Regions from separate parts of the Hordeum vulgare genome. Here region 2 is linked to region 1. A link is a contact called in public Hi-C data. All regions are on one chromosome and are shown on one strand. Each heading gives the region's core, a stretch centred on a gene start, on an enhancer-like site or on the middle of the called end of the contact. The rest is flanking DNA. Distances are from core to core; before and after follow the strand shown.

Evidence for each region. Hi-C and Micro-C count contacts between places; a contact is called where the count stands out from the background.
Region 2: a Hi-C map of seedling shows a contact between it and region 1, with 2.4 times the contacts expected there. The contact joins the promoter of LOC123440516 here to the promoter of LOC123440515 in region 1. A contact is called at or near these places in 2 of 6 Hi-C or Micro-C datasets (leaf and seedling).

Annotation. Positions count from the first base shown.
Region 1 is chr3H:543,916,702-543,924,396 of MorexV3_pseudomolecules_assembly, reverse strand. LOC123440515 (nematode resistance protein-like HSPRO1) reads right to left here and starts at 3,495. Exons shown (of 1, transcript XM_045117080.1): 1 at 1,467-3,495. The coding sequence starts at 3,231. The coding sequence ends at 1,828.
Region 2 is chr3H:544,207,693-544,215,387 of MorexV3_pseudomolecules_assembly, reverse strand. LOC123440516 (transcription factor DUO1-like) reads left to right here and starts at 4,995. Exons shown (of 3, transcript XM_045117081.1): 1 at 4,995-5,462; 2 at 5,564-5,690; 3 at 6,521-7,515. The coding sequence starts at 5,110. The coding sequence ends at 7,288.

The sequences.
Region 1 (7,695 bases), core at 2,246-4,745:
AGGGTTTGGAAAAATTTCACCCGCACCACTAATGGTGAATGGCCAAAGGAGCTGCGATTTATACAATCCAAAGTAAGTAGTACTAGCTAGTTCCGCGCATCTCTCCTTCATTCTAGTTTCAATATCATTATCATGCTTGATTATTGTTTTGATTGAACTCAATTCTAGTAAAGTACTGCTTGAGGCAGGAATGCGTGGCACCAAAAGGGAATGAGAGGGCATGCATACCATGTATTGAATGCCGAGGCCACTCACGGGGCGTAACTTGATGCTCTCATAGGTGGCACAAAACTTGTTGCACTCTTGTTGAATCATCCTCCAACGCTTTGAAAGTGACACCCATCCACGCTTGGTTTGCATTTGGTACGGGGGAAACTTCTTGCGCTCATCGAACTCATGATGAACACGAGTCCATAACGCTGACCACTTTTGTTCAGCGTCGACCTTCGGGTCTTGCCCAATGTCCCTCCAACACTCACAAAGGAGCTTGTCCTCGACCGGCATGTATGCCTTCGTCCGCTTGCTCTTGCGCTTCGACTTTGCCTCGGCAGTAGTTTGGGTGGCGAGCTCCTCCTCGAACAAAGGATCCCCGTCGATGTCCATGTCATCCTCCTCCTCCTCAAGGTCGTAGTCCTCCGGGAACTCATTGTCGAGCGGGAAGCCGTCTAGGCCGACCTGATCTTGCATGAAGGCGTCATGTGGATCACTGATGGCTTGCGTGAATGGCTCTTTGTCGTCCTTGCTTTAGGTTTCATCGGGATCGTACGCACCAGCCGCCGGCACACCGCCTTCGATTGGTTGTGTCATTGTCGACGGCGGCCGGCATTTCTTCGAACACATTGCGGGCGCCGGTGAGCATGTCGGCTGGCATCTCGCGCTGGCGTTTCGTCATGCCTCCGGACGATGATCCGCGTGCCACCGGTGCGGCGTCGAGGTCGATGGTCACTGGCACGCGCGTGGAAGGGGTCACAATGATCACCTCCCGCGAGCATTCCCCGGAGAAGCGGTTGCCTTGCGGGTAGATGTGGAAGCTGCGAGCAACTCCTTCCTCTTCTTGGGCGGCACGACGGCCTTGCGGGGGGGGGGGGGGGCGTGGGCCTTGCCTTTGGCTTCGACGACGGCGACGGACGAGGCCATGGAGGCGATGGCGGCGACGGCTTCGAGGTCGTCGTCCATGGTGGTGAGAGCGGGTGCAGGAGCGAGCGGGAGGGTTTGGAAAAAATTAAAGGGAAAAAATGGCCGCTTTGCCCTCGACTTGCGAGCCAAGGAGGGAAGTAGGCGCGCGGCTCGCGTCCGCTTCGTGTCCGCGCCGACGCAAATCGGGCTCAAAATTGGACCGGAAATGGATCGGCAGACGGACTAAAAGCGAACGCGCGTCCGTTTAGGTCAACGCCTTGGGCCAACTTTTTGTCTGCACGGACCCAAACGAACGGCGGCGACGGACGAAATGGATCGTTCCATTGGAGTTGCTTTAAGTATTTTAGGATTATTTGATTTTTATAAAATGACTTATACACTGTTATACCCGGGTAGGAGGGAGTAACATTTTTTAAGAAAAATGTATTTACATTAAATGAACCGCAAATGAAATTACATCAGGCTACTTGATTTAATTGAATGTCTCACGGTTAAATACTTCCTCTGTGATACTAGAACACTAGAACAGATGGCATCACAGTCACAACACACGCATCTAGGAGTATATTATCTACTGTACTCATGTATCGCTACTGAGATGAATCACTATAGGATTGCAGGCTGGGGATCATAGGTAACTTCTAGCCTGCAAAATTACCGATCGCCGCGGTTTTTGGCCGTTCGAAACCTTCAGCTCCGCCCTGACGGAACAGAGGCGGCGGCCATGTGCTGAACCCAGTAGTCGGCCAAGAACGTCTTGGCGGCGTCGAGGCTGGGGAAGTAGGGCGGCTCCAAGAACATCTGCGAGAGCGGGTCCGTCCCCTCCACCGGCACGAACAGCGGCCGGTTGCCCGACGCCTCCGCCGTGCCACACACCGCCGCCACGACCTGCCGGTACGCGAAGAAGAACCTCCGCACGGCCGCCTCCACGGCCTGGAAAGCCTGCAGCAGCTCGATCTTGCCGGCGTCCTCGCCTTCGCCGCGCCTCCGGCCGTGGTACAGCCTCATGGCCGCCTCCTGCACTCTCGGCCCGCCATTGGGGTCCGCCTCGACGCCGATCACCCACGGCACCAGCTTCTTGATGTCCCTCGTGGCGTTGGCGGCGTGCAGCAGCGCTCTGGACCGGAAGCAGAAGGACGCGTCGGTGCCGTCCGGCGCCGACCGTATCGCGAGCTGGCTCTTGAGCCGCAGGAAATCGTCCGGGTCCATGAGCAGGTGCAGGTCCTCGATGTCGGCAAGCAGCTTCCAGATCCGCTCCAGGATCCAGCAGTCGCTCGCCGCCGCCTCCCAGTCCTTGGCTTCGATCCGGTTGTTCAGGCGGGTGAGTAGCTGAGACGCCGCACACAGCCAGGATTCAAGAATCTGGTGGATGGTGAAGAGCGCCTCGTTCTCCCTGTTGCGGTAGCCGGTCTTGGGCTCCGGCGCCACCCTCGGCTTGAGGGCGTGCAGCTCGTGCGGCTGCACGACACGGTCGTACTCCAGCACCGGCTTGCCGGCGAGGTTGGGCTCGCCGAGGCCGAGGGAGAAGGCGCAGCCCTGCATCTGGCTCTCGATGGCGTACTTGATCTTGGCCGCCAGGGTCTCGGACTTGTCCCACGCGGCGAGGCGCGGGAGCAGGCTGGCCTCACTGACGTGGCACACCACCGCAGCGGCGCTCCCCGGCAGCTGCCACACCTCCGAGGCGCTCCGCTCCCGCGGGAGCACGCCCTCGGACGCGCTGAGCTCGGCGAGCGGTGCGCCCCGGTCGCCCTCGCAGAGCGCGGCCACCACCTCCACCTCGCGCGCGGCGAGGGACTCGAGCCGCCGCGCGAGCTCGCGGCGGCTGGCGTAGCCCCGCGGGTCGGAGAGCGCGACGGACACGAAGCGGAAGGTGATCTCAAGCGCCTGCAGCGCGGGCTTGACCAGGCCCTCGTCGGTCCAGCCCGGGCAGCACGCGCCCTTCCACAGCCTCGACAGCTCCGGCAGCCGCAGGTACTGCTCGTACGCCTCAGCCGCCGAGCTGTCCTGCACCTTCAGCACCACCGACGCCGCCGGCGCGCGCCGCTTGTCGTCCGGCCGCACGGGCGAGAGCGGGGACAGCTTGGTCGTCGCCATTTCTTTCAGCACGGTTCCAGCTCAACAAACTCTCGGGTTAACTAATCTCTCGTTCGAAACCTCTACCGCTCCTTGCTCCAAGCAGAAACTTGGTTGCTTGCTTCCTGCTCGTGTTCTGGTCACACTAGGGTCGGGTGTGGCCTCGAGGATTAGAAGGTGAGGTGGCTTATATACTGCTCGTGCCCGTCTTATCGATATCGATAGACAGGGAAGGGAGGAGCAGCTCAGGCAGCGCGTGGCGTGTGGACCGGGGCGCGGGGTGGTTTGAGGTTGAAGTCTCTCAAACCGCGGGGGCACGCAGAAAGCCATTAAATTAGCGCGGAGGGGAGGAAGAAAAGGCGCGCCGAGCTTATCCGGAGAGCGTGGGCTGTCTGTCATGTCATCAGCTGCTGTGATGCGCGATGCCATGCGGTTTTGTGCCGTCCGAGTCGTCGTGAATCGTGGTGTTCTCTTGCCTTCGGGCAGCGCACGTCGTTGTACCTCGTGGAACGCATCCGTCTCTATCCATCCGTCCATCCATGATCCATCCATCCTGGGGCGGCACGAGGTTCGCCGTAAAGGATGTTGGGATGATTATCACCTCCTTAGGGATTATTATCGCTTAGTTTAGTGGGAAAACTTCATCCGTTTCTCCTTCGCTTGCGTAGGTAATTCGGTGGGAGAAGGCTAGTTTTTCCCTAGCAAGCGACGTTAATTTAGTTTGTGATATTGGTCGGCAATGTCGTAAGCTGCGGCGGCCATTGTTTTTCGTTTGGGGATTTACCTTGCACTTGCTTCCGTTGAAATGCTTCCTGGATTCGGCTAGGACGGCTTTCGGTGGTTGACTCTTGTGGCTTTCTTTCTTTGGTTATTGAGCACTATATAGTACTCAAAGGTCAACTGGTTTTGTAAGGGTTTATAGTCGCATTCTTCTTATTTCGTCGGAGTGGGGAGCATGCATATCCGAGCTGTAACTTAATTGCTCTATGAATATATATAGCCTGCTAATGGGATATGGTTTGACAATTGTCTCATGTATAATTCATTTTTCTAAGATACGATACATACACATACGCACACATACTCGTCCATATGAACACATATATATCCTATCTCTATGATTATTCTATCTTCAATTGCGAACGTACATGTAAGTTGTGGGTCAGTTTATCACATGGTTTTTTTTGTAGTTTCCATTTGATTTTTTAAATTTTACGCATTAGTCCTTGTAACTTGAGAAGATTGATCCCATCGATTTCCAATAACCCCAACGGGGGTTATTGCTAACACAGCTAAAAATGTGAGTATCAATGTTAAGTCCGAGATTTATACTTTGATGGATAAGGGATAGTGTTGTCTTTCTAACCATCCAATCACAGATTGATTCACAAATTTATTTTAATCTGACAAAAACATTTGAAGGCTACAATTTCGTTCATTATTTGTGAGAAGACCACAACATCCTCTCTTTCTTTTTGCGGGTGACCACAACATTCTCCAGTTACACGTTATTAAAATGAGAGGTCAACCAGTTCCATTTAAACATATGACAATTAGTTAAGGTTTCAAATGTTTAATCATGCATATCAAGTCAACCAATATCAATCAAACAGCCCGTAAAAGAATACAATCAAACAGATGGAGCAGCATATGCTATTTGACGGATTACAAGCAGAAACCTCCAGGCTATCATGATTTGTGGAAAAAAACAACCAGTATAACCTCGCACATGCACCAACGATTCATTCCATTACTGTTAACTTCACTGGCCGGCGCAAAACCACCGAATTCCAGCAGGACGTGCAATGCGGTGCTGACACGGCATGCACCCGACCCACTTCACCTTCGTCGACGCTACTTTTCTTACCCTATACAGGGGGTGCTCGAAATATCGACACGGTTGACGGCACCTGCCGCCTCTGTCTGGCGACCGACCGCCGCTGCCAAACTTTGACGTTGGGCGGACCCGACGAGGGCAAAGTCTACTGTAAATCTGAAACCAACCACCTCGTCCTGACCGGCGGGAGCGGAAGCAGCCGAGAAGTTTGTCTTGGTTTTGGGGGGAATGCTACGCTCGGTGCTTATCCATGGTTCAGTAGCCTGATGATGTTCATGTGGTTTGACCGAGTATATTCCATGCGTGTATGTGAGCTGTAGTGCGTTGGGCATAGCCTGAGAATTCAGCTTATCTACCAGCTAGCTACTGTTAGTCGCGATAACTACGAAGTTTGTAATAGCTAGCTGCTACTTTTCTTTTCTTTAGTCGACCGCAGATTTAGCGGATCCTTCTGCTACAGAAGGAGCGTTGACAACTGGTTCAGACTTTATACTACAAAGAGTAATAACAGCAAAAGAAGGCATGTCGGTAAGATATGTGGGGAGAAAGACGTGCAGTGCACAATCGAGAGGCGCAGCACGGCGGGAAATAGCTGAAGAAGGCATGTCGGTAAGCAACAACAAAAGTATGTTGGTCCGCATACGGCTTACCTGCCTGCCTAATTAAGTCATTAGCCGGACGCCAGACGGCCAGAGCATAAGCGCAGGGCGACTGCGAGTTGAAAAGTTATCCAAAACGTACGTATAAACTGTGTTATTGGTCGCGCCCGTACATAAATCATATGTATTCATATTATTGGTCTCGCTAGTACATAAATCATACTCCCTCCGTTTCTAAATATAAGTCTTTCTAGTGGTTTACCTAATGAACTACATATGGATGTATATAGACATACTTTAAACTATAGATTAATTCATTTTGCTTCGTATGTAAACACCTAGTGAAATATCTTAAAAGACCTATATTTAGGTACGGAGGGAGTATTCATTTATATTATTGGTCTACCCGCACAAAAATATCATATTATTGGTTCTCGCTAGTTGAGATAAGAATGGAACATAGACAACGCAAAACGGAACATTGGTTTCTTTCGGTCAGATAATACGCATATCTGAGCACACGAGGCAAAGACGTCTTGTAGCTAACCCCAAACAGCTAACAGTACATGCGTATGGAACACGTCTGGTTATTGGAGAATCAACCGCTCGTGCTCTTGCGCCAAACAAAAATTCGAAAAATGTTCTCGCTTCAAAAACCAAAACTTGTGCTAGCAGTATCAAATTACAGTACATAGGACGCGTCTTCGGATCCATGTACAGTATACACGGCTCCCATAAAGTTAGCACGAGCATGTTCGTCGGTTCATGTATAGATCAAACGCCGACGATGCGTGCTCCGTAGCGTAGGGCCAGCGGGGTATGCTATGCATGAACCTGCTCATTAAAACCCGTAGTAAACCCCGGCGCGACCACGCTCGGTGCATTGCATGCATCCATCAATCACGTTGATTGCTCGTCACGGCCGTTTATCCGGCGTGCCCGCCCCATGATTCGTGGGCGTGACGTCTCCGAAGGGCCGGCGGGCCACCAGCACCGGACCGGGGCGGGACCCCGTTGGAAAGTTTTCGGATAAGACGGAGCGGCTAGGTCGGCTGACCTGACCGGCTCTCGCTTCTTGCCCGCGTGCTGCGACCGGCGACCGGCCGGAGCGATCACCGGGGCAAGGCAGCCGTACGATCTTTGTGGAAATGAGGAGCAGCTCCACGCAAACGCTCTCGCGTCGCTGTCGCTGAAAAGGCCGCGCGTACTACGTTGTTCTGTTCCATTCACCGGAGGAATCAAGGCCCAACCCCCGATCCCATCCGGACGACCGGTGGATGGATGGATCGATCCGGAGGGTGACGTGCGTGCGTGTTTGGGTTGGGCGAGACGCCGTTGGTAAAGCGGCTCAACGGCGTGGATTTACTCGGCCGTGCGAGTGCGACCGGGCCAACGTCGACGGCGGATGGATGGCAGCCCCTTCCTCGCAGGAGTTAATTGCAAAAGACTACCATAATTCGGGTCGTATTTACAAGTTGATGTCATCTTTCAGTTTTTTTGTAAATACGTATCAAGATACAAACCATATTTTACAGATCATGTATTTCTACGTATAGATGCTTTTTCTGACATATACGACCCACCGGTCAGTCTCTTACAGGGGAAAACCGGCCTGAACCGCTTTGGCCGTGGGAAAACCGGCTCTCTCTCTCTCCATACGGACGGGATCCAGCCGCACTCGCGCTCTCTCTGCAGCACGGCGGGGCAGTACGGCAGCCAGGCCGGTTTTCCTGCAGCACCCTCCACGCTCTCGCCTCTGCCTCCGTTCCCCTCCGCCCCGCGCATGCGCCACGCATCGCCCTCCAAGAAAGAGTCCCGGCCAACTGCCCCGAGATCTCATGGACGCCGGCGCCGCACACGCCGGCGGGAGGGCCCGACGACGCCGACACGACCTTCTTCTCGCGTCGCCGGTACCACTGCTGCTGCTTCTCCGCGCCGTGGTAGTCGTCCTCCTCGTACGCCCGCCGCGCGCCCGCGGGGACGAAAACGGGCGAGGAGTGGTGGCACCAGGTGGGCGAAGGGGGCGCAGGGGCGAGGGCGGGCGCGGAG
Region 2 (7,695 bases), core at 3,746-6,245, 290 kb before region 1:
TGTTTTGACAATGGATTAAAAAACAGAGAATGGAACAAAGAAAAAGATGAAAACTGATGAAAACCAAAAACAAAAAATGAAAAAGAGGAAAACAAAATAAAAACAAAATCCATGGAAGCCCCGAAAGAAACAAACAAAGACGAAGAATAAACAAGAAGAAACAGTGAAAAACATAAGAAAAGCAAAAAAAACAAAAAATTGAAGAAAACTGGTGGAAAAGTAAAGAAAGCCGAAAGAAAAATAAAAGAAAAGAAAAGAATAAACAATAAAACCCCGGAAGAAACCAGTACATCAACCATGACGAGCGACGAACTGATGACTTCGACCACCTAAAGGTGACACTACCACGCTGAGTTATATCCCTGTCCTAGACAATCTTCTCTAGAAAACAAAGAAAGGAAGAACCGGCCGGCCCAGTACTATAGCGGGGCCGAAAATAATTCAGGCGACCAAAGGAACAATCGCTGTAAGCGAGGTATAGCCTTTGCGTCAGCGTATTCTCTGTTAAGACCTATGGACTGACTACCCAGCAAAAAAAACAACTACGGACTGGTTCACGTTTGTCATACATCGGCCACTAACTATACCCTGAGCATATTCTCCATCACGAACTACGGACTGGCTACACAGTACCAAAGAAAAAATGGACTCGCTCACGTTTGGCATGCATGCCCTAAATCACTAATTGAGGAGTACTTATTTCAAAGATTACTTTCATCTTTTGAGGTTATGAGAAGTGACGCATTGTATGTGTTTCATTTGTCGCAATTAAGGAGTTTATTTTTTTTGTAGATATGTATTTTTAAAATGTTTTATCTCTTAAACCATGTGTCTAAATCTCAAACCGTTTTCATCGCTGGGTTCCTCCCGTCGAGATCTTTAAAACTAGACCCTATGTTGATAAATTTTAATGAACTTTTTGTTCACGAAAAAAAAATCAGACTAAAAAACCATGCCTCTCGCGGTAGAAAAAAACAGATTTTTTTTTTCAGAGACATCGTCATGCCTCTCGCAAAGGCAAAATCGTGTCTCTTGCACAAGCAAAATCGTGTCGCTCACAAAAAACAACAACAATAGAAAACCCATTATTCTGTTTTCGAGAGGTACGATCGTGCCTCTCACGAAAGCAAAACCGTGCCTCTCGCGAAAAGAAAACAGAAAATATTTTTTCAAATTCCAAGAGGCACGGTCGTGCCTCTCGTGAAAAAGAAACATAAAATATATTTTCAAATTCCAAGAGGCACGACAGTGCCTCTCGCGAACACATAACCATGTCTCTTGAGGAAGCAAAATCGTGCATCTCGCAAAAATAGAAAACATCTTTTTTTTTCCGAGAGCCACGACCACACCTTTCGTAAAAGCAAAATTGTGCCTCTCCTAAAAAAAATAAAAAACGATTTTTTCGTGTATTTTATTGAATTTTTTTGTCCAAAAGCTAGGAAAGATCGGTGATAAACCAAAGCATAAAAAATAATCTAGAAAGCAAAAAACGCATGCATAAGAAAAAGCAAAATCCGAAGAAAACGTACAAAGCGCGAGATTCGACGGCAACTGAGAACACGCCGAGTGGTAACGCGCGAGAATGATGGTTTGAAGGCTCTCAAAAAAAATACTCTACTCGCTAACTAGTTATTCCCATGCAAACCGAGAACGCATGCAATCGGCCTATTTCGAGACATCAGACATGCAATGCATAACAGCATTTGGACCAAACCGAGGGTTGCGTGGCGTCCCGAAGAAATACGAGAAGGAAGCTTCCTTCTCGCTTCGGGCTGTTCGATAGGTTGCTTGAGGACATTTTGCATTAGTTGTACTTCGCGCCTCCTTGCTTGCTTTTTGGCAGATTTCAGTGTGACGTTTCTCCTTTTGATTTCTTTATGTGACCGGCATCTCGCCGTGTATGCGCCTTGCGTTTCCTCCTTGTCCCACTCACGCCGCATGCCCAACTCCCGTCACACATGCTTTGCACAACAAGAGTGTCTGGCTATCACCCATAGAGTTTTACCGTGCAGCCCGGTAATGGGGCGCATTTACATTTTTTTTTATCACGAAGGCAAAAGTTGTGTCTTATCTTTTTAATTAAGAAAAAGAATAACAAGGTTTTAATATGTTACAGGACCACACAGGTCGGAAGCATAGGGATCCGCCTCTCGAAATTAAGTTACCCAATAATCTAGCCCCGGCGAGAACCGAAGTCTTTGCCTAATCCTTAATCACCGCGACCACTCTGAAAGAAAGAGAAGCTGCGGAGTTACAGTGGAGCTGTGATAAGATTAATTGACCAAAATTCTATGATAGAAACCAATTCTGATCTTCAAACATTAATCTATTTCTATGTTTTTCTTAAATGATTTATCATTGTGTTTGCCAACATCACCCATGTCCTCCCTCCCTTCCTACACAGTGACACAACAAGAAGATCAAGTTCCAGTACTACAAACATCATACCGAACTTAAAACATATAGGAAGAAAAAGGAAGCATCTGTCTATGGATAATGGAAAACGATACCCGAAAGACAGAAATGTGGACGCCATTTTTAGTTAGGCTTCTCTTTTTTCCCAATGTGTAGGTCATATTTAAATATTAAATTATGTGGGATCATAGACATATCTTTCGTCAATCTACTAAATTGTACGAAAATAATGGGTCAAGCATTGATAGCGCTAGGTTTTCTTCCACCTTTTTTCCAGAATTTCCACATACCATTAAACAATCAAATTACAACACGAATTCATGAAAACCATGAGAGGAAAAGAGAGAGGACACATGTCCAGAAACATTTGCAATAAAGCTCCACCAACGGGGATTTTCGCAACCACCATGCCCGCCACTTGCCTTCTTCGGAGACGAACAAGCATCATCGCCCCATGTGCGCTTTGTGAGACGGTGAAGAGGCTTGTCGTTGGCAAGCCCACTACCGCTATAGCACATCGACCGGTGATCATCCCTCGTGCTCCTTGAAACACCAATGCGCGACATGTCGCCGAAGTCCGACGACCCTCCAACTCTGTACTTGGAGATTCATCGTCCCCCAAACAAAGACAACACCCCATGAGATTGAAACCTCCAGAGAAACACCAAACACAACCAGATCCATCACACCAAGGAAATTATGGAATGAGGTAGCCACAAATCCCTGAAGTTCACCATATGGGGCGTCGTCCAGATGAGGTTGAGATCAGGGAAAAGTTATTCCAAACACCCGTGTTAACTCCATCCAAACGTCGCCGTAGGGCACACTAGTCCTAACCCTAACTACAACAAAGGCAGGGAGTCAGGGTTTGCTCACCCATCCATCACGAAGCAGCGACCGGAGGGGAGGAGAACCCATACCTCGCCGAAAGAGCGAGGGTGACTTGGTCGTCTCCCACATCGCCTTTTTTCTAGGACCACAAGGTGCTAAGTGGTTAGTTCATTGTGAGGCATTGAAATACCTAGGTCCTGAAAGAAAAATTGAAAGAAGCACGGGCCATGGTTTGACCATCCTTATTCTCTATCATGGGATAGTTGACGTGGCAACGCCTATATCATAGAGTAACGACAAACCAATACCGTTTACCGTTGCACCTATATCGTAGTAACGACAAACCAATACCATCTACTATTGCGCCTACAATCATAGGTTGACGACAAACTAATAATATTTACCGCTACGTCTATATTAGAGTAACGCCAAACCAGTACCATTTACTGTGGCACCTATGTCACAGAGTAATGACAAACCAATACCGTTCACCGTTGCACCTATATCATAGAGTGACGACAGACCAATACCGTTTACCATTACTTGTTCCAAAATATATGCAACCTAAAGACCTTGGCAATAATTCCTAGCCACAAGCATGCATACATTAAATGTTTGTAGGTTGCATCCTACCATTTTATTGCTCTTCTCGATATCTAATGCCCTAACAGTTGTATATGATAAGTTTATAGATACTAAACAATACCTGACAAGAAAAAGTCACACATACTATTTTTGGCTTTCGTGGATCATGATTGAAATGTAGCCGACACGAAAAGAACAAGTTGCATATTATGACTCCTCGTTTTAATAGATCCTGAGGGTCTGATCGACTCATTTTCTGATACATGTAACGGTGTTATAGAATCAACAATATAAATGCACCACTTCCGCTTGACTATTTAGTAGGAATCTAACCAAAATATCCATTTGTGGTATTGAATGCTTGTCAGACAAAATTGACGTACTAAAGATTTAACACTCAATTTTTACTTATCTAGGAGATACAGAAACTTGTATTTTTGAAGAAAAAAAAACTGTGAACAATTCTGGAATATTTATTTGTGTGGAATGTTCCTGAAGTTGATTGAAATCAGACTAAAAAATAATTAAATTGATTTACATGGAAACCAAAGAATTGATTAAGATAGAAATTGACTGAAATTCCACATGAGTAATTATTTGTATGGCACGGGCTTTCCTGGCACTGGACCACTAACAATGCAAATAAAAATGAGCTAATGTTTGTCGAATACTAATTATAGGGAAATTAATTCTCAACAAATGTATTTATTTTTACGTGCACACCAACGATCATATTCCACTGAAAAGAGTTGCGATTGGGATCTCAGTGGCAAGAGCCATTTATGCGCATGCGGACATACCTATATTTGGAAGTTTGTATGGAGCAGCGCCTCCCTGTCAGCTGTAACAAACTCGTCATCCAAACTGGCTCTTGCTTGCTCGAGTGAGATGTACCCACAGCCGGGCCCCACTGCGCAACAGCTCAACTCCTGAGCAACTGGCTACGCCTGGTCTACATGGGGCGCCAGAGACAGAGATGGGATCCAAGGGCCGATCTTCGCCCCTCCCGTGAGCCTCTGTGGAATGTGTGTACTTGGAACGTCATATTCTAGGAAGGCTTCCCACCGTCGGATGAATGTGGGCCCAGAGATTAAGGGCTGATGCGGCACCTCATCCTCTATATGATGCGGGTCCCTGGATCTTCATCTCGACAGCGACTTGCCTTCTCCCCTGTGGCAGACTCTTCCTCTCTCTCACTCTCGCTCGCTCGCTCGATTCCTCGAAATTCCACCCCCTTCGCCCACCTCCTCCCTTCCTACTGAGTTCTGACCTCCGGCGATGGCGTCGATGGGGGAGTTGCTTTTGAACCAGGAGCTGGCGGCGGTGGCGGCCATGTCGACGGACGCGTACGGGAGGTTCGAAAGGTACACCCTGAGCCCTGCCCATGGTTTTCCCCACTTCCAGCAAGCTGGCAGCGCTCCGACGGTATTCCCCGACACGGGATTGCTCGTTTCTGGCTTCGGCATGCCTCCCTCCACCTTCATCGTCATGCCGGAGGGGACCCACGCGGCCGACGCTTATGGCGCTGAGGCCGTCCCGGTGGAGATCCCCGTGGTCCGGCGACAGAGACCTGCCGCCAGGAACGCTGGGCCGACGCCGTTCAGGGGACCGTGGACGGAGGAAGAGGACGAGTACGTGAAACAGCCGAATCTGATTCGTTTTTTGAGCAGCTTGATCTCGCGGCATGCCTACCGTTCTGCTTAATTGATCAATTTGCTTTTCTTGTTTGCAGACTTCTCAAGAGATTGGTGGATCAGCATGGCGAACATAAGTGGGCGACCATTTCAGATCACCTCCCGGGACGGATCGGCAAGCAGTGCCGTGAGCGATGGACAAATCACGTCCGCCCAGGCATCAAGGTGATGCACGCATGGCAGCTTATATAGTCTTTATTTGATTTTAATTATCGGAAATCTTCCATAGATCTATATGATTCGCACATCTAAATTGTTTTGGCTTAGTTTTTACTACATTCGAAGCATGCGAAACTTTTGGTCGTACAATTCGGGAGTGGGTATTAAGTGAGGAATGAATTGCTCGTCATGCTGCATGACTTTATTTTAATCATTAACTGCGCCAATTTCTTCATCATGGCCACTAATTGTTCGCGTGAGTAATTTTGTCCGTGGCCCTTGGGAAGAGATTGCAGGGAGATAATGGTCAAGCATATTAGGTTCTACAATTTTATTTGTAGAATTGCAGATGCACAAGCGTCTGAAAAAAAATCGTGTATGTTTAGCGGCGTGGCCGCCTATTGTCTTTGTTTTCAACCAATTTATTGAAGTAACCAAGCATCATATGGTTTTTTAGATCAATTCATCTCTATACCCATATGAATTGCTGGAGGACCTTGCCGTCTGAAGACGTTCGAAAAAAGCCATTCAATTTCTAGTGATTATTTTTCACTCTTTCCAGATACTTAGTTGAGTTTCAGCCAGGCCATTCTAGTTTAGCTAACCTTCAGATGTATATATATATATATATTGTTGAGCTTTGTTGCGAGGATTCAGGGACGCAATTTATTTCTACCAAAATAAGGCGATTTTGAAAAACTACCACGTTTCCGTTTCAGAACGATTATACTATCGTAGTACGAACTAGTATGTCCAGTATGATATGCAATTCAATTGCACTTGCTTGTGCCAATCATCTCGAGGCATTAACTTTCCTTCACATAATCACGTTCCAGAAGGAGCACATCTGGACTGAGGCGGACGACATACTGCTGATCGACGCGCACAAGATCCACGGAAACCGCTGGTCGTCCATCGCGAGGTGCCTCCCCGGCCGGTCGGAGAACGCCGTCAAGAATCACTGGAACGCGACAAAACGGAGCCTCAAGTCGAAGCGCCGGTTCAAGAAGAAGACGAGCCAACAGGCCGCCCCGGGCCAGTTCACCCTCCTTGAGGAGTACATCCGCGACAAAATGATGGCTGACGAGAACGCGGCGCCACCGTGTCCATCGTCCGGCGGCGTCGGGTATGACGGCCAGGTCGTTCCAGGTGCCGCTGCAATGCTGGCCGTCTCCGGCCCACCCGGGATGGGTCAGTACCTCCACCCAGCCGACGCGGCCGGGTCATCGTCCCAAGCAGGGGTGATGAACCTGAGCGCGCCGTTGCCGGACCTGAACGCCTACGGTGGCGAGATGCTGGAGGGATACTACTACCCAGCCACCTTCCCGACCTACAGCGACAACAACCTGCTGCACCATGGACCAGAGACTGCATTTCCGCAGATGTTTAGTGCCCAGGGAAGCATGCATATGCATGCAGCATGCACGAACCTGAACTTGTTCCCACTCCCCCAGCACCTCGGTGGCGGCTACTACGGCAGCGAGACCGGCCGCAGCAGCGCCGGTGGCAGCAGTGATCAGGACGAAGACGTGGTGCAGATGGCGTCCAGGGAGTTCCAGACGTCTGAGGACGAGGCCACACTTGACCTCACTGGCTTCAGCTAAGACGGTCCGTCCGCCGGTCGATCCAATACCCTATCCATTAATTTCAGTTTGTCGTTTTTACCTTTCCGAACATTTCACTTTACTTTGTGGTTGGTTCAATCTGCTGCTGTTGTATACTATTGCCCGAACAGCACACTTGTGTGCTTGTGCGGCGTGGCATGCATGTATCTTTAATTTCCGTATTCTGAGTACTGTGTAAAAGTACATTCTGCCGAACAGTTTGTTGGAGAGCCTTTGTTGTACCTGCTGTGTTAGTTTCTAGAGATAGCGATTCACCGAATGGATTTCTGTTTCCGATATTATACTCCGTCGGCGCTGTTGTGTTGTGTGTTCAGCTAGGATGGGGATCAGAGCAATGCAGGCGAAATGAAAACTAGCGGTGCCGGCTTTTATCGGGTACGCGAATG